4 separate regions of the Mus musculus genome follow, and regions 1, 3 and 4 are each linked to region 2. Evidence: chromatin contacts called from public Hi-C and HiCAR-type data. All regions are on one chromosome and are shown on one strand. The core of a region is the stretch at or near the end of the contact, and the rest is flanking DNA. Distances in the headings are between cores, read along the strand shown. Region 1 overlaps Slit3 (slit guidance ligand 3). Region 2 has its middle 22 kb from the start of Gm22022. Region 3 overlaps Slit3 (slit guidance ligand 3). Region 4 holds the start of Slit3 (slit guidance ligand 3).

The links. Hi-C and Micro-C count contacts between places; a contact is called where the count stands out from the background. HiCAR-type assays count read pairs that join an accessible place to other places.
Region 1: a Hi-C map of uterus shows a contact between it and region 2, with 2.9 times the contacts expected there. The contact joins two enhancer-like sites. A contact is called at or near these places in 3 of 484 Hi-C or Micro-C datasets (all in uterus) and 1 of 115 datasets of contacts at active chromatin or transcription factors (fibro-adipogenic progenitors).
Region 3: a contact with region 2 is called in a HiCAR-type map of fibro-adipogenic progenitors, with 3 times the contacts expected there. The contact joins two enhancer-like sites. A contact is called at or near these places in 2 of 484 Hi-C or Micro-C datasets (adipose-derived mesenchymal stem cells and reprogramming fibroblasts) and 2 of 115 datasets of contacts at active chromatin or transcription factors (the NIH/3T3 cell line and fibro-adipogenic progenitors).
Region 4: a HiCAR-type map of fibro-adipogenic progenitors shows a contact between it and region 2, with 4 times the contacts expected there. The contact joins the promoter of Slit3 here to the enhancer-like site in region 2. A contact is called at or near these places in 14 of 39 promoter capture datasets (the 3T3-L1 cell line, 3T3-L1-derived adipocytes, the HPC-7 cell line and 9 more), 8 of 484 Hi-C or Micro-C datasets (astrocytes, embryonic fibroblasts, embryonic stem cells and 5 more), 8 of 115 datasets of contacts at active chromatin or transcription factors (the NIH/3T3 cell line, craniofacial prominence, embryonic forebrain and 5 more) and 2 of 9 other capture datasets (adipose tissue and embryonic stem cells).

The regions. Positions count from the first base shown.
Region 1 is chr11:35,271,309-35,275,648 of GRCm38.p6, forward strand. The region is part of intron 4 of Slit3 (slit guidance ligand 3); the gene reads left to right. Among named protein-coding and RNA genes, the nearest start is that of Gm46277, 14 kb to the right of the region's middle. Within about 2 kb of position 2,248, at least 12 of the 459 cell types and tissues checked have an H3K27ac peak or open chromatin away from gene starts, as enhancers often do. A contact at or near this core is called in uterus, where this site is marked.
Region 2 is chr11:34,862,828-34,866,659 of GRCm38.p6, forward strand. No RefSeq gene overlaps it. Among named protein-coding and RNA genes, the nearest start is that of Gm22022, 22 kb to the left of the region's middle. Within about 2 kb of position 2,559, at least 51 of the 459 cell types and tissues checked have an H3K27ac peak or open chromatin away from gene starts, as enhancers often do. A contact at or near this core is called in 3T3-L1-derived adipocytes, the NIH/3T3 cell line, adipose tissue and 5 more, where this site is marked.
Region 3 is chr11:35,315,818-35,319,849 of GRCm38.p6, forward strand. The region is part of intron 4 of Slit3 (slit guidance ligand 3); the gene reads left to right. It overlaps Gm46277 (a long non-coding RNA gene), which reads left to right. Exons shown (of 2, transcript XR_003949657.1): 1 at 1-4,032. Among named protein-coding and RNA genes, the nearest start is that of Gm46277, 30 kb to the left of the region's middle. Within about 2 kb of position 2,439, at least 20 of the 459 cell types and tissues checked have an H3K27ac peak or open chromatin away from gene starts, as enhancers often do. A contact at or near this core is called in fibro-adipogenic progenitors, where this site is marked.
Region 4 is chr11:35,119,771-35,124,143 of GRCm38.p6, forward strand. It overlaps Slit3 (slit guidance ligand 3), which reads left to right and starts at 1,686. Exons shown (of 36, transcript NM_011412.3): 1 at 1,686-1,941. The coding sequence starts at 1,745.

The DNA of each region.
Region 1 (4,340 bases), core at 998-3,497, 410 kb after region 2:
TAGGAGCTTTTCTTCAAGGTCATGGAGCTTTAATAATGACCCAGAACAGGCCAGGCTGCCTGACTGCTAAGTCAGCCCTTTCCTTTCTGAACTCCATGGTCCCACAAAAGGGAAGGATGCTGCTATTGCATTCCAGGTCCAGACATCCCTCTGTGAGGCAGTGGGGTGGGGAAGACACATGCAGCTGGATGGGGGAACTGTTCCTTGTCTCCCTTTTGAGGCTGAGGCCATTTTCTTTTCCTTATTTAGAACTCTGTTTAGACCCAAGTGTCATCTGCTTGTCTCTGAGAACCTGCACAGCCTCTCAGCCTTACCCTTATCTTATTTTATATTTAACCTCATTAGCTATTTGTGGGCCAAGCCTGGACCAGATCATAATGGCAGGCTCGCAAGGAGGGGGCTCTGATGTTTATCTCTGCTGCAGAGTGTCTGGAATAGTAATTAACTTTGAGGTTCTGGATATGGGAGGGAGTGGTGTGAAAGTCAGAAGGAGAAAAAAAAAACTGGCTAATTTGCAGAGATCTTCCTGAAGTCAAAAGCAACAATTTGTGCGTTTGTGACTCTCATATCCCACGTCGATGAACATCTGTACATAGTTCCACATGGGCAGATGTTGCACAACAAAGAGTTTAATTTGCCATTGAGCTGACTCAGTAACCTGGGGCAAGCGACGTTATCACTTAGAGCTTCTTCATCTGCAAAACAGGGATAAACTGGGATGAAACTCAGTGCATGGTTACAGCACTTAACACACAGCCTCTGATGTTTTAAGTCAAGGCACCAACCAAAGTGGGGTCGTCCTGCGGGCTGTAGCTAGTTGGTGCTGCGCCGCATCCTTCACGCCCACAACTTAGATTCTCGGTGAGTCAGGGCTGCCTAACTTTGGTCAGTCCTGGCTCTGCAGGGAAGAGTGAGCTGGAATTTGATTGTTAAGGACATTTATTTCCCCAAGACTGCCCTAGTCATGACACTCTCATATAAGCAGATTTGAAAAGCTGATTTCCATAATCTGGGCTCTTGATCGCTCCTGACTCTGGCATCAGACCTTGTCCCTCTGGCACGACCATGAGAGCCACCCACAACACGAGGTACTCAGTTGCCCCTTTCAGCACCTCATTTCCTAGATAGCCACTAGAGAGTGCCTGGGGGTCTCTGGGGTCTGTGTCTTTTGGTGACCAATAATTGCAGGACCCTCAGAGGACAAAAACCTGAGTGCAGCTTGGATCAGGCAGATGACAGGGACAGAATTTGGAAGCCGGAATTAATCACAGAGACTTAGCTCAGGAAGACGAAATTCCATGGTGTGTTCTTGCATTTAAGGTCAGTCTGGGTGCTTTCGTCTAACAAGAGCACGTGCAATTGTTTTGCTCCCCAAACAATCACTGCCTACAGAATGCCTTTCTATAAGCAATCAAATAAAATTTGCTGGTATCATTTCCTCTTAATTTATCATGCAACTAGCATGTGATTAGAACCGCCCCAGCTGTGTTTCTTCTGTGATAGGTAGCTGGGAGTCATGAACTTTACAGTGAGAAAGGTCTGCCTTCCAGGCCACCTCCGTCACTTCAGACAATTTACCTCTCCGACTCGGTTTCCTCCACTGTGGGAGGAGACTGGGGCTGCTCCTTTGCAGGACTTCTGTGAGGGTTTGACGTGTACTGAGCATCAGGCCCGGATATAATGGCTTTTCAACAAATAGCACATGTTGTGATTATTTTGATTTTTTTTTTTTACATGAAATTGCCAGTCACACACGCCATTACTTCTTAGAGAACAGCTTCCAACTTCCAGGTTATAATTAAATACGTCAGCTCTACTGCTGCCACTCTTTAAATTTTATCCACTGCGACTCCTTGTTAAACATTCATTAGGCTATTTCACAAATACACATTTTATAGAGAGCATCAGTGCCAAATCACAATTAGGAACGATTTTCATACCACACTTAACCAAGGTCGGGGACTCTGTATGTGAGATGACAACGTCTCCCGAACAATGTGCAAGGCAAATGCTTCACCTTCTCGGCCACTCCTAACATTTCAAACCAAGGTCTTGCATTTAATTAATCTCCAGAAAGTCTCATCTCGGGCTTATTAAGTGCATTATTTTGTGAGAGCAAACAAAGGGCCTCACTTGCAGGGCCAAGTGTGTTTATTCCAAATAGTTAATTAAATTGTGTCAGTTCCTGCCCTGGAGCGTTCGGGCTATTCTGTTTTTCTACCCATGTGGACAGTTTGTCATCATTCATTTTTATTTCCTCTCCGGCCTTTTAAAGAGAGACGCGGGGCAGCGGCCTGAGCATGTGCTGTGTGGTTGGAGCAGTTTGCAAAGTTAAATTGGTTAAATACGACTTGAGCGCCGCTCCAGGAGCTGGCTCTGTTTTTCTAGAATCCACTAGGGTTTTTCAGCAACAAAACAGGCCTGAACAGTTCTGACCCTGAACGTGAACAATAGCATCCCAGAGAGCCTTGAATCCTCCCTACTTGGAGCTCTGTGGAAGGGGAGTGCAGCTGGAGCAGGGTGCTTTCTCAAGCTGCGGCACACTCCCTTGACCTGCTGAACTAAACAGGGGTATATTTATGGGAACTCTTTCTCCAAGAAGCACGGGGGACTTCCTTTAAGCTTTAGAAGTGGCATCCCTGCAGAAGACAGAAAAGGAAAGAGAAAGACATTCTCCTTTACTTTCACGACATTAGGTGTCTGGTGTGATAAAGGAGGGAGACTCCAGCTCTTAAGAAACCCAAGGACCAGGGACAGTGAACACCTAGGGCAGGTTATTCAAGACCCCCTCTTTCTAATAGCAGGAGGGTATCAGCCCTCAGCCTAGTGTTACTAAAGCTACCTTAGAGAGAAGTGAAGAGGCCAGGTACTTCAACGATGTTTGAAGTCGGTGTTAGTCATGGACTGGATGAACTGCCTGGCTGTGCTAACACCACACACTGTACAAACTGTTATCAAATGTCTACTTAGGTAATAAGTGTTTGCTTGTCACAAGCCTGTTACACACCAAATCCTCAACCAGCCTTTCATGCCCAGGGCTTGCCACATGTCTGGTGAGAGGTCTACCTTTCTGGTCACAGGTATATTTTGCCTTTAATAATGGCCCTGAGCCAGGCCATTCGAGATGAAGCTCGTAAAGACATGGCAGAGCTGTCTTCTCCAGACGCTTGACTGCAGCGGGTGATGATGCCAGTGGTGGGCTTTTGTGGAACAAGTCCTCTAAGTCAGGCACTGAGTCCAGTAGTCTTCTATGTTGGCTGGAAGTGGCTCTCCAAAGAAAAGACGGTCATATCCACTTTACAGACCAGAAGACTAAGGAAGCTAACCCACTCATCCAAGGTCACCAGCTAGTAAATGACAATGCTAAGATTCTGCAATATGGAAAGGTCATTTAAAAAAAAAAAAACAGGGCATGATAATAGTCCATGTCTTTAATCCCAGCACTCAGGAGGCAGAGGCAGGTGGATCTCTGTGAGTTCCAGCACACCCTGGTCTACAAAGTGAGTTCCAGGACAGCCAGAGCTATTGCACGGAGGAACCTTGTCTCAATTAAAATAATAAAAATGGGAAAAGACATGTTTCTGGGATTACACATTGGTCCTCATGCTTGAAAGTGGGGTGTGGTTGTGCGTGCTTATAATTCCATTACTGGTGAGATGAAGATAGGAGAACTTAGGGGGTTCATAGGCCAGGCAGTGATGAACCCTAGATCGAAGTGAGAAACCTTATCAAAAAACAAAGTAGACAGCCATGAGGCACAGCATCTGTGGTTGACCTCTGACCTCAACTTGCACACACACACACACATACACACACACACACACACACACACACGTGCTGTGGATTAAAAAATATATGTGTTAATGGCAGCTTGGTGAATCCTTGTAACAAAGAAAGCTTGGAAAAGCTCAGGACTCTAGACCAGAGTGCAGGGAAAACAGAACTAGCTGCCTTAGGAGCTGAGTTGGACAATCTCAGTGCAGGCCAGGAGCCAGAGGATGATCTGAGCAGGTAGGCAGCCGAGAAGAGTATTTTAGGAGGCAGGGGTGACTGCTATGGTCATCGGATAGTAGATGGCTTTGAACTTCAAGCTGCTGCGAACAAATGAAATCAGGGAAGCTGAGGTGTCATAGCCCCGTAGCTCCTAAGAGCAGGTGGGCTCCCTCGGGGTGGTAAAGCACCCCCTTCCAAAGAGAGACAGTGACACTAGTCAGCAGGATTCTGGTCCAAGCAGTGTGTCATTGTTATTTGGCAGCATCCGTAGATGCTGGAGAAGGAATCTATTTATGATCAAGAGCAAATGCTCTGCAGACTGCCTGGACTTGTGTTCTGGTTCTGTT
Region 2 (3,832 bases), core at 1,309-3,808:
GAATATGTAGACTAGTAGACTACTTAGAAAAAAAAAATGGGTCAGAGGATCTTACAGTACATACCTCACATCGGGAATTATTTGGAGTGACTTACTTTCTTCCTCTAAACTTACCACAGTCTAAGATTATTATTTGATAAGTTATAATACTGTGAGGGTCATATAACATATCTCTTAAAAACCAGCCAACTATTAGCCTTATTTAGTTACAGCAAATGTTGAGGCCCCAGATGAACCCAGTTCCTTCTTCGTCGTCTTTCCTATAGCCATCTCTTCACAAATTTCAATCATTTTGCCATTTGGTTTTGGCTCGATGTCTTTATTATGTAAGAGCCTGAGTAAGTCTGCTAGGCTCAATCATTGAAAGGCAAGTGGGTATGAACAGAGGGAACTGAATTGAATGTGATAGACACGATGCTTGGCTGACCAACATTGAAGAAACCGAGATCTTCACTCTTAGGCTGCAGAGTAAAGATTCTCACATCTCCACAGTTGCCTTTGCATGTAGGCTTGGCCAGGTGACATGTGGAATTGGCTGCTAGAGGATTTTCTATAAAATGCCATCCTGGGGTATGAGGATGGCACAGGGTTCCCCTTAGAAGTCTCAAGTTTGTACCCACATGGGCGCTTACAACCACTTCCAGGGAATCCCATGCCCTCTCTGGCTTTGGAGGAGACCATGTGCACATGGTACTCAGACACATGTGTAGGCAAGGCATCCATAAACATAAAATAAAGTTTTAAAGCTTTTAAAATGCTCTGCTTTCCAAATAGATCAAGCTGGGCTGGTACTACTGCTCTCTCCCCCAATCTGCCATTGAATTCGGAAAACACGAGCTGACCCTGCTATTGTGCTGCTGCTGAGCCAAAGCCAGCTGAAGCCGCCCCTCAGCTTCTTGTTATGTGAGAAAAATAAATCTGTGTCTGTTGAGGCTACTGTTGACTTGTTCATTGGTTGCAGCCACGCAGATTTCCAAAGGATACAGAACTCAGCATCCCCAGAGGTGGTTAGTCTTCACATTTAAACACATGTTTACTATCCTATCTCGCAGAAACCATATTGTCGGAATCATTCTGATTGGCTCTTAGAAAGCTAGTATTAGAATTTAGAGTTCTTGTGCTTAAAATTTCTTCTTTTCATATATAAAAAAAAATGGGCATTTAAGGAGAGTAATGATTGTCACGAGATTGCACAACTAGTGATTATTTGACACACTTCAGAACTCTGCATGGGGTCATCGGCAGGCAGTCATCTCTGTTGATTCCAATCATAAATCGCAAGGGTTATGTGTTGTGATGTATGAGAAGAATAAGCATCAGCACCTCACAGACAAGCTTCCTGGTAAGAAGTGTGGCTGCCCCTAACCCTGCGCATGGGGACTGCAGCCTGATGAACCCATAGCAGACGGGAGTGTAAGAGTGCCCGCACCTGAGCAGTCCTTTTGTGGGAAGACGTGAGATGCTGGCAGCAGCTGAGATGTGTGAGCCTGTGGCAGCTGGCACAGCAATGAACTCATTATTTTTGTCTAAAAGGCCAGCTCAGTCCCTGCAGGAACATCTTTTGGGTATTTTTGTATCACTTATAACTAATGGGTCTAGATTTGCCACTTAACTCCAAAATGAAATTCAGTAATATAAGGGCAATTTAAAATGAAACTTAAAATTGAGGCAGGTGAAAGCCGAGTCAAACTTGCAAGAGCTATATCATGAACACTTGACTTAAATGAAGGAGATTTTTTTTAATGGCCAACGGGGGGAAAAAAGAAACCTAAAACTCAAGCATGTTGTTATAACCTAAACATCTGTGATTCAGCCCCAGCTCAAAAGACAGGACCACTGGAGTGTTCTTTGATCCTTCGGCCCGGTGCATCCCAATACCTGTGTGAAAGCACACTCTTCTGGTTCCCCCTCAACTCATTCACCCTCTAATCATTATTTTATTAATTTCGAACTATGTTCCCTCCGTGCCCTCACTCACTGGCCTGTTGGAGGCAGTGGGATCCATTCTCTGTCGTTTACTATGTTGCCTCCCCCCCCCCGGACCCCCCCCCCCCCCCCCCGTGAAGTTACTGGGCCCCAGAAACTTCAAGAAAGATTTGTTGAATCCATGAAAGATTTACAATACTGCCACTTAGCCAAGTCAACAAATGATCCTTCTCAGGGGAGACGGATTCTCTTTACATTTGGGTGATAGTATAGATTGGCACCCTACAGGCACGTGTGCACAGTTGTAAGTGTGTGGGAGAGCACTGGAGTAAGGAGTAACACGGAAATGTGTCTTAGTCACAACAAAGTTCCTGTGTGCTGAGTTCCGGTTTATTTAACTTGCTTTTGCCCGAGTGAACAACAAGGAAGAGACAACTCTTAACTGTTCTCTGTAACCGAGAAATTTTCACACATCGAAGAACAGTGTTGCTCACGCATGTTTTCACAGCCTCCAGTCGATCCTGCGCTCTCAGTGTGTGTATGCGTCGGTCAGGAGCCTGGCAAGTGTTCGCTGAGCTTACAAAGCCTGCGGGGAGACTGAGTGAATGGAAACTTGGGTGTTCGTAAGCATTGCATAACAAGAACGAGAGCGTGACACATTGCCCAAGAAGGGAGGCCCTGAGAGAGTTCCACACACTCCACCCACACTCGGGATGGAGATGCGTGTGGGATATGCTGTGGGAAGATCATTATTCAGCTCCAAAGAGCTGCTGAGTTGCCAGCAAAATGAATTTTTGGAATAAGATAAAATGTTAATTACAGATGTCAAGATTAGAGTTGCTTTTTCTGCAAATTCCACGGGGTCTACAAGCAACTTGATCTTTGAATCCCCGAGGGAACTAAAAATCTACACAGAAGAGATTCTTATCTTGATGTTATAAGAATCCACACCTTGACTGCTGCCAAGGAAAGATCTAGCTTCATGACACAAACTACACGGAATATGTCTAGGCTCTTTCAGAGGGCTGACATTTAAAACACAACTTACGCTTCATCTAAAATATTAAGAGTATATGTACAGGGTGCTTTGCCAGAGTTCAGGGGAACACTGCAATCACCAACCCTGAATTCTTGTGTCAGAAAGCCTTGCAACATGCTAGTTTAAAAAAAATATTTGTCAGTTTAAAAAATCGTTTGCCATTTTACCAAAGAGGCACATCCCAGAAGTGGAATTTGGCTGCTGGAAGACAAAAAGCCTAGCCCTTGCATTTGGAACTCATAAATGTGAGTCACCACCTCTTCCTTTCTTGCCCCAGTCCATTAGTACTGATCAAAAGGGATTCCTGAGAACAAAATAAAGGTTAAATCACCAATGCCCAAAGTCCTGAGTCATTCCTAACAGCCAGAAGAATCTGTTTGTTGGAAGAAAAAGTGTTGGTTCTGTGAGTAGAGTGACATGCTACAGAAATTACAGATGTATAAGAACTTGATCACTGTTTGGTTTTCTTAAAAACCTAGCTTCGCACCAATCCGTAGGATCAATTCTTTTGGGTGGAAATAAAATACAACAACATAAACTCAGGACTTTGTGACTAAACTGAGTCTTTTCCTGATTTAAACCTGGTAGAGTGAGCATTTCTTTCCCCCAGTTTTCCTAGAGGGGCAGGTCAAACCCTGGAATCAGGGGATGAGCCTGGAACTCAAAGACGTCTGCCTGCTTCTGTGTCTTCAGAGCGCTAGAATAAAGCAGCCACTACCATAGCCAGGCACCTGCCTTTCTCTTCCTTTAATTCTACCTTAAAATGTGTGTTTAAGAAACTCAACCATTATTTAAGTCCAGAAATAGCTTATATTTGGCCTTGGTTACTTCACACACACACACACACACACACACACACACACACAC
Region 3 (4,032 bases), core at 1,189-3,688, 450 kb after region 2:
TGTTTTCATTTCTTCCTACAGTGCCCAGACAAAAGGGGTACCAGGAAGCATGGGCCTCTCACAGGTTCCAAAGCAGTCAGATTTAGTTTGGGATTTGGTGTCTAACATTGAGGGACATGCCATGCGTGCTTTCAAAATCTCTCTCGCTGCATGCAAGAGTGCTGGTCAGATGTGGTCTGTGGCAATATTAGTCAGCACTCCTATTTTTAACAATGGGAAATCAATTGGAAGGAAAATGTACTTCCTAGTAGGATTAGCAGTTATACAATAAAAACAAAGAAGTGGAGTGCTGTTTGAGATGGGTGGGCTCTAGGTGTGAACACTCAGCCAAACCAGGAAGGGAGAATGGTGGTAAAGGCCAGCCTGAGCTACCATTTAAGTACCAGGCCAGCTCGCCTATACCCTATCTAAAATGCAGAGAGGGACAGGCCTGGAAGTTTAGACAATCCCAGCTACTGCAGAGGCTGAAGTAGGGAGATCGAGAGTTCAAGGACTGCCTGGACCATACAATGAATCCAAGGCCAGCCTAAGCTACTTGGCAAAGCTGCAGCCTCAAAAGTGCATAGTATAAAATGCAATAGTGCATAGAGGTCAGTGGTCAAATGTGTGCCTAGGGTACATAAGGCCCAAGGTCAGTCCCTGTCTTACAAAGTAAAGTTGGAAGCTGCAGAGAGTAGTTTTCCTGTCTTCATCTGTCCTTTGCCAGACGGTGTTACTTCTGCCCCTCCCTAGGATGATCCCTGTGGCTTAAATGTCAGGATTAAGTCATTGTACCTTTGGGTCCAGGGGTCTGTTGGCGGACTGTGGCCATGTGCACTAGGCAGTACAGTTTAGACTTTGCAGGACATGTGGTCTCTGTCCTTACTCCAATTCCTCTGTGGGTATATGAGTCCAGTCAACATGGCACGGGTGGCCCTTTGTATCTAAGACCCACATCTACTGATTTAGCCACCTCTGCATTGAAAATCTTAAAAATAAAAATCCAAAAAAGCAGAATTTAAGTTTGCCATGTGCCAAACTCTGTGTACAGCCACGTGCATCAAGTGACATGTGGGCCTGTCCTGCTACATCACAGACCCTCAGTCTCTCCAGGGCTCCTTATTTGAGCCTTGACCCCTCTGTCTATCGTGCATGGTATAGTTAGACGTGCAGTACCTCTATACGGAGTCAGCACAAACTTTCTTGCTATTATTCCCTATGCAATATGGCACAACTGTTTACATAGCATTTAAATTGCATTAGTTATCACATCAGAGATGATTTAAAGTGAATGGCAGGCTGTGTGGGGGTTATGCGGTATGTATGCCACTTTATAAAAGGTCTCAAGCCCCCTCACCTTTCAGTATCTCCGGGAGTCTTCTATGTAAATTAGCAGACAAGGTTTCTTTCTGAGAAAACAGTGCCAAGCTGGACTTAGTCATAGGTTTGAAAACCTCTACCCTAAACGCAAAGATTCTGCCTACCCTGCTATGTCAAGTCTGTTGTCTCCAGATCTGCATAGTGTTTGAGGTGGTGGAGCGATTGGTTAGGACAAGTGCTTTGAAAAACAGTTTGGGTCTGGATTCCGGCACAAAGCCAATCTCTCTTACGTCATACAAGTGATTCAATGTCATGAGCCTCCGTGCTGGCTGGCACTGCTTTCCAATACCCAGGCTGGTGTGTCTAACAGCTGAGTCTAGGTCATGTGACTATTTCCTAGCTGCAAGGGAGGCTGGAAAAGTGCCCATCTAGTTTTTAATGTTTTAACAAATTATTTTAAATCTCTCTCTCTCTCTCTCTCTCTCTGTGTGTGTGTGTGTGTGTGTGTGTGTGTGTGTATGTGTGTGTGTATAGGTAGGCACATAGGATAGGTAGCATATACACGTGACCACAGGTAGCCGTAGAGATCAGATTAGCATTAGATTCTTCTGAAGCCAAAGTGAGCTGCCTGACGTGGCTGTTGAGGACCAAACTTGGGTCTCCTGTTAAAATCCTTCCTGGTCCCATTTTGGATTATTCAGTGGCTTTTCTCTGGCACTAAATAAAAATGATGAAAATGGAACAGGCCAGGACAGAGCAGGGCAGGGCAGGACAGGGCAGGATGGTCTATTTGGCCTATCCTACAGATGACGCCATTCCTCGTGACTGGTTCCCCTGGCCTTAACAACTACTGCATCTCCCTGAGGTTACCAGCCCCACCCACTGTGGAGTCACATTTCTGGATCATTCATTGAGCTCTCTGGAATGTGTTACCAACCTGGGCCATCAGCTCAGACACTGTGCCTTCCAGTAGGCCCTCAGTCTGTCCCACACCATCTGTGTGCAGCCTTTAAATTCATCCTGCGTACTGAGTGACAACTAATTATCAGGCCAACCCAGCCTTGCCTTAGGCGTGGCCCACGTCTGCTCTGCCCTGTGGAAAAGAGAACTGGGCAAGGCATAGTGCTGAGGGAGCCACAGCCTCCATCAAGTCCGCTCTCCTTGTCACTTCCCTATGGTCTCCCTGGAAACTAATCCCATCCCTCTTGACCAGGCTGCCTGCTTCTGTGATTGTCAAGGTAGCTTATCCCCTCGTTAATTAACTGCTCAGGAAAATGCTGTAAGACACTGAGCTGTTTAGCTTCCAGCTTGTTAATGCAGGGGACTATGGAAGAACTTTGACCTGGCTGGCCCACTGCTTCGTGAGTTGTGTGACTCGAGAGAAGCCAGATGGAAGAACCCTTTTGTTTTCTGGGGCTTACCATTATGTCTAAAGGTCACAGACTAAATGGAAAGGAAGAGTGGGACCAGCAATGCTGTTGGGAGGCGGAGCAGAGGACATGTGTCCTTTGCCAAGCCTTGGCTAAAAGGCTGGTTTATAGAGGAGAGATGAGCAGGATTAAGCTGATGGCTGAAAACATGATAATTTGTTTGCATTTGTAGAGAGATTTTATACTTTATGTGTTCGTGTCAGCATATGTGTGCACTCGTGTGGACATCTGCACAAAGGCTAGTACGGGACATCGGATTTCCCCGGAGCAGGATTACAGATGTATACAAGCCGACTGAAAGCGTGGCGAGGCCCAAACTCTGGTCCTCTGCAAGAGCAATAAGCACTCTTAACTGCCGAGCCCTTTCTTCAGCCCTTTATTTGGACAACACCTGAAATAAGAAATAAACTCTTTGCCAGTGGGTCTGCTGAGAGATGAAGAATCATGTCTCCTAGATGTAGTCCCTCCCTCAAGGAGATCAGCGGTGGGACACACAAGGTAGCACCATGGTTTGCCTCAGCATTAAGGGACAGTGGGCCTCTAGGGGGTCACAGTGGAGGGTGCCATTTGCTTCTTGTGCAAACCTGTAGCTATCCCTCTGGAGTCTCTAGGAGAGAATTTGTTCCTCACTTCTTTCAGGGTCTGGGGCCGTGAGCATCACCTCATGGCCTGTGGCTACGCCGATTCAGTCTGTCTTGTTCTTGCTTCAGAACACATTTGCATATGTGCGTCTCCTCTCTAATGATCACACACAAGACAGCCCCCCAGCATCCATCCAGAAATGCAGGGAGAAGCAGCCCCTCTTGAACAGTTAAGCCATCGGTTCTCAACCTGTAGGTCGAGACCCCCATGGGGTCACATCCCAGACATCCTGACTATCAAGTATTTACATTACGATTCATAACAGTAGCAAAATTACAGCTGTGAGGTAGTAATGAAAATAGTTGTATGGCCAGGTGTCACCTGAACAATGAGGATGTGTATTCAAGGATCACAGCGTTAGGAAAGAAGGAAAGAAGAGACCCACTGCCCGTGGTAATCACATCTTTTATGAGCTAAGGTAAATAACATTTACTCTTTGGTCAAGTAAGGTCATAGTCAGAGGTTCTGAGGATTAGGGGTTGCACGTAGCTTTAGGGGCCATTTTCTGCCTGTAAAGATTTCCAGTTCCGTCTGGAAGTGCAGATAGAGAAAGCGTCCTGGAGGAACTGCTGGCTCGCTACCTCTTAGCTTACCTTCCAGCCCATTGTCTGATCCTTCACTGTTCCTCTATGTGTAGGCAACCCACCACCCAAGTGAATAC
Region 4 (4,373 bases), core at 436-2,935, 260 kb after region 2:
TAAAATAAAATTTGCACCTCAGCTATATATTTACAGTGTGTAGTCAAGTAGCTAAAAGTTTCCTTTAAGGAAAATAGAAGAATCTGAGTAGCATTCATATGAGGGAAAAGAGAGTTCTCAGGCGCATAGTGGTTAGTGGTATGTGAACATACATGTTCTTCTCTGTATGTGACTGCATATTTTTTGTGTGTGAAAGTGCATGTGTTTTATAGTTAAGAGTATAGGGGTGTGGGGGGGTGTAGTGTGTGTGTGTGTGTGTGTGTGTGTGTGTGTGTGTGTGTGTGTAAAACCAAGGCTATTTCAGACCTTTCCAGTACAAGAGGATCTCAAGGAAGTCTGGGCAATATTTCCTCCAGTTCCTGCCCCTTCCCTTCAAACAAACAAACAACATCATTCCTACAAGTATGTATGGAGCCTGTAACATGGCCCTTCCCCACCGGCATCTGGAAAAGCTCAGACCAGCCAATTTAGAGCAGGCACTGGCAGAATGAAGGCAAGGCTGGGGAGGAGGGGGATGGGGAATAGGTCCCTTGCATGCTACTGCACTATTTTATAAAATCACGTTCTTTTCTTTGATGTGCAAGGGAAGTCTGTCAGAACGGTGGCACCTTGAAATAAGGAAATAAAGGTCCGCAGGTGACATGATTGCCCCTTAGTCCCCTAGACAGGAAGCAGATGAAGTGATGGTGTCAATACCGGGGTCCAAGTTCTTACATTTACTACAGAGAGAGAGAGAGACAGAGAGATAGACAGACAGACTGACTGACTGACTGACTGACTGACTGTGACTGTGTGTCTGTGTAGTGTTCTCTAATCTGTAAGTCCTCTAGGAAATAGTTGTTGGCCTTAGCTGTGAACACTAATTAGGGTAGGGGCAAAGTTTCCACGGATAAATGTGTCAGGGTACAGAATGCCTAGTAGCTGTATGGTCTCGGATAATCATTTCACTTAGTCCAACTTTGACTCTTTCACCTAAAACATGAAGCCTAGTTTCTGATGCTCCCATGTGGGTATTCTGTATCCAGCTCGGTGACTGAATTAAAAAAAAAAAATGAAGCCACGAGGTTTATCAGTTCTTGGCTCCCAAGAATAAATGAATTTCAATGTTTCTTTCCTGGCGGCCCGGGCTGGCCAAGTCCCTTTCCTTCCCAGTTGGGTCTCTCTAGCTCCCCTGCTGCCTCCTCCCTACAGGCTCTTGGTTGCTCCAGCAAAGTTCCCAACTTAGTCGACGTGACGCTCAGCGCAGCCAATGGGAGGCGGAGCTGGTGTTTTGGGAGGGGGGCGGGAGGGGCCGGGCCCCGCGTCTCCGGTGTCTACCCTGCTCAGTGAATGGAGAAAGCGAGCGCCGGCTAGCTCTCCGGACCACTCCGTGCCCCAGCCGCCTCTGTGCTCCGCAGCCCAGCCCTGAGCCGGACTTCCCGGGGCACGGTGCTCCCTGGCGCTCAGTCCAGGACCCAGACAGAGCCCTCACCTCTACCGGCGACCCAGAGGGACCCGAGGGCGCTCGGTACCTGGGCACCGTGAGTGATGCGCAGCGGGGCAGCGCCAGCCCCACGGATGGAGCTGCTGCCGCCGCCGCCCGGCGCGCCCCGCTCCGCCCGCACCCCGTGCGCCTGAGCGCCGCGCCCGCCCCTCCTCCGCGCTAACTCCGCCGCCCGCCCCCCAGGCCGCCCGCGCGCCTCCTCGGGCTCCTCGTGTCCCGCCTCGCCAGGCATCCTCCTCTGGGTGCGGGCGCTTGTGCACCATGGCCCTCGGCCGGACCGGGGCCGGCGCCGCTGTGCGCGCCCGCCTGGCGCTGGGCTTGGCGCTTGCGAGCATCCTGAGCGGACCCCCTGCTGCCGCCTGCCCCACCAAGTGTACCTGCTCCGCCGCTAGCGTGGACTGCCACGGGCTGGGCCTGCGCGCCGTTCCTCGGGGCATCCCCCGCAACGCAGAGCGCCTGTGAGTACCCACCCCGCCCGCCCGCTCAGGCCACCCACCCGGCTGGCTCCTACAGAGTCGCCCTCAGGGCGCAGGTCCTTCTTTCCTCTCCGGTGCATGGGGGACGATCCCTACTCCCCTACCCCTGCTGTCAGACACGCTCAATAAGTTGGGGGTGGCGTGGCTTTGGGCAGGTGTGGAGAGAAGTGTACGAGTTGCCCCCGCGATGGGACCGCGTAGTGCCTCCCTGGTTGAGGGCACCGGGGGCTTATCCGCTGACAGATCGGGAGAATAAAGCTAGCAGAAGGCTAGCGCGGAGGAGTGGGGGGGTGTCAGAGAGCGTGGTGGTCTCAAGGTTTGGGGTTGGGTATGAGGGGTCCATTACCCCTTGCTTCTTAAAGAGGGAGAGGCGAGGTAGCAAGCTAGACGGAGATGGGGAGTTTCGATCGCAGAGACCTGAGAGCCTCCTTCCCGGACCCCCTCGCCCCCCCCCCAAAAAAAAAACCTGCGACCCTCCTGGAGATCAGAATGGGCCAGCTGCTGTGTGGCTGTCCTTGCTAGGAAAGTTGAGTGTGTACGAAAGAGGTCTTAACTTCTGAAAAACCGGACGGATTCTGAGTGGGTGCTCTCAACACCCTCCCTGCCTGGAGTGCAGCATTGGGGATGCCAAGTTGCAGCCCGGGTGAATTTTTTATGGCCGGGTTATAAATGCCTCCCCAAACGGGCCGGAGAATGGAAATGCTGACAGCCCTTTAAATGAGACCTAGCGCTATAATCTTACAAACCGCACTCAGCCTCGGATCCTGGGGTTGGCAGCTAGCGGAGAGGCTCTTGGAGAGTGGGGTGGATTGACCCTCGTTTTAACCCCAATTGTGCAACCAAATATTTACTTTTCTTATGTCAGCGTTTTGGAAAGATTTATCATTTTGATCCTCACGACCAAATTCAAAATTTGGCCTCCGGGGGTGGGCTCCTTTTAGTCCACAGTTGGGGGCGGGGTGAGGGAGTATGGAGCCCTGGTGGTGGAGGGAGCTGGAGCCTCTGAGTGGGTGAAGGCTTGCCCTAGTCACAATTCCAGCCATTGCACTGCCCAGTTGCTCTCTACCCAGCCTGTCTCAGGGTTAGCATACGGGTCTTCTTCAGTCCTGCCTACTTCAGGTCAGGAAAGAGCCGGGTTGTCCTAGCTGCCCACCACTGTTATCACCCCTACCGCCTCCCCACACCTCCCCCTTTCTTCTTCTTGGCTGTCTAGGCAGAGACTTCCTAGAAATGCTTTCTTTATTCTGGGTGTTTTCTTTTGTTTGTTGTTTTCAAAGTGCAGTGATTGTTCTGTTGTTTAGACTGTAGAAATTCTGGAGGGCTGGCCCTGAGTCTTCATTAACACCAGGAAATTAGGATCAGAAATGCAAACCGACCTGCCCAATAAAACAGGGCAAATATGCCACCAGAGAAAGGGGCTGGAATCCAGGCATCCACACCTTCATTCAGGTTTTGTATTAGACCCTATTTGTGAAAAATCTCATTTAAATGGTATTTTTAGGTATGTATAAACTAAGTTCCCCTTCTCACATGAATGCTGCAGACGAGTTAGTGAGATGATAAATGTTTAGTGGGTGCTTCCCTGAGACATGTTGCATTTCCCTTCTTCCTTGAACCTCCCACGGTCCTATTTCTTACATAGCCAATACTCATTACTCGGCCTCATCCCATCTGTCCTGCATCCATGGTCATGTAACCGGTTAGTCCCAGCCTGCCAGGCTTCTAAGCCCAGGTCTCCCACCAGTCTGTAGACTCCTTAGAACCAGAGTCAGTTTGGGCCAAGATCTCTATAAACAGACCGTCATGAGAGGGCCTGGCTGGGTTTGAGTCTTCCTGTAGCACCAGGTTGCCTCTGCTGTTGGTATATACTGCCATCATTCATCTTGCTTTAACACCAGCTCTTTTTACTTGGGGTCATTATTTTCCGTAGTCAGAATCACAGAGTCAGCTTGGGAGGATCAGAACAGCGGGCCCCTCTCTTCTGGCTAGTCGGAAGTTTTCAACACCTGCAGCCAGTATGCCACCAGCCACTCCCCCTGGAGACCCTGAGGACTTGGGACATCTCCTTCGCTCTGCAGCTGTAGACAATTGATAAAGACCTGAATCCAGGCATTCCCAGGGGTCCCTCTTGCTATAGCCATGGTGACTGCCCATCATGGGCAAAGTAGGTGCTGCTCTGCCACGTCTGTGGTTGCCTAGTGTAGCGTTGGTCACTGCTGTAAGGGCATGCTTGAGACAGAGCTACCAAGGCTGAGCTCTTAGTGTCTTTCTAAGACTGGAGCCTTTTAAGGACAAGCAGGGTCAGGGCCACCTCGGGTTTAAGGGCAGCCCACCAACAGCCCTTCGCCACCCATCGGGCCCTCAAAGACTCTAATGGGGCGTTGTGGAACTGTTCTTCGACACCACATTAAGGA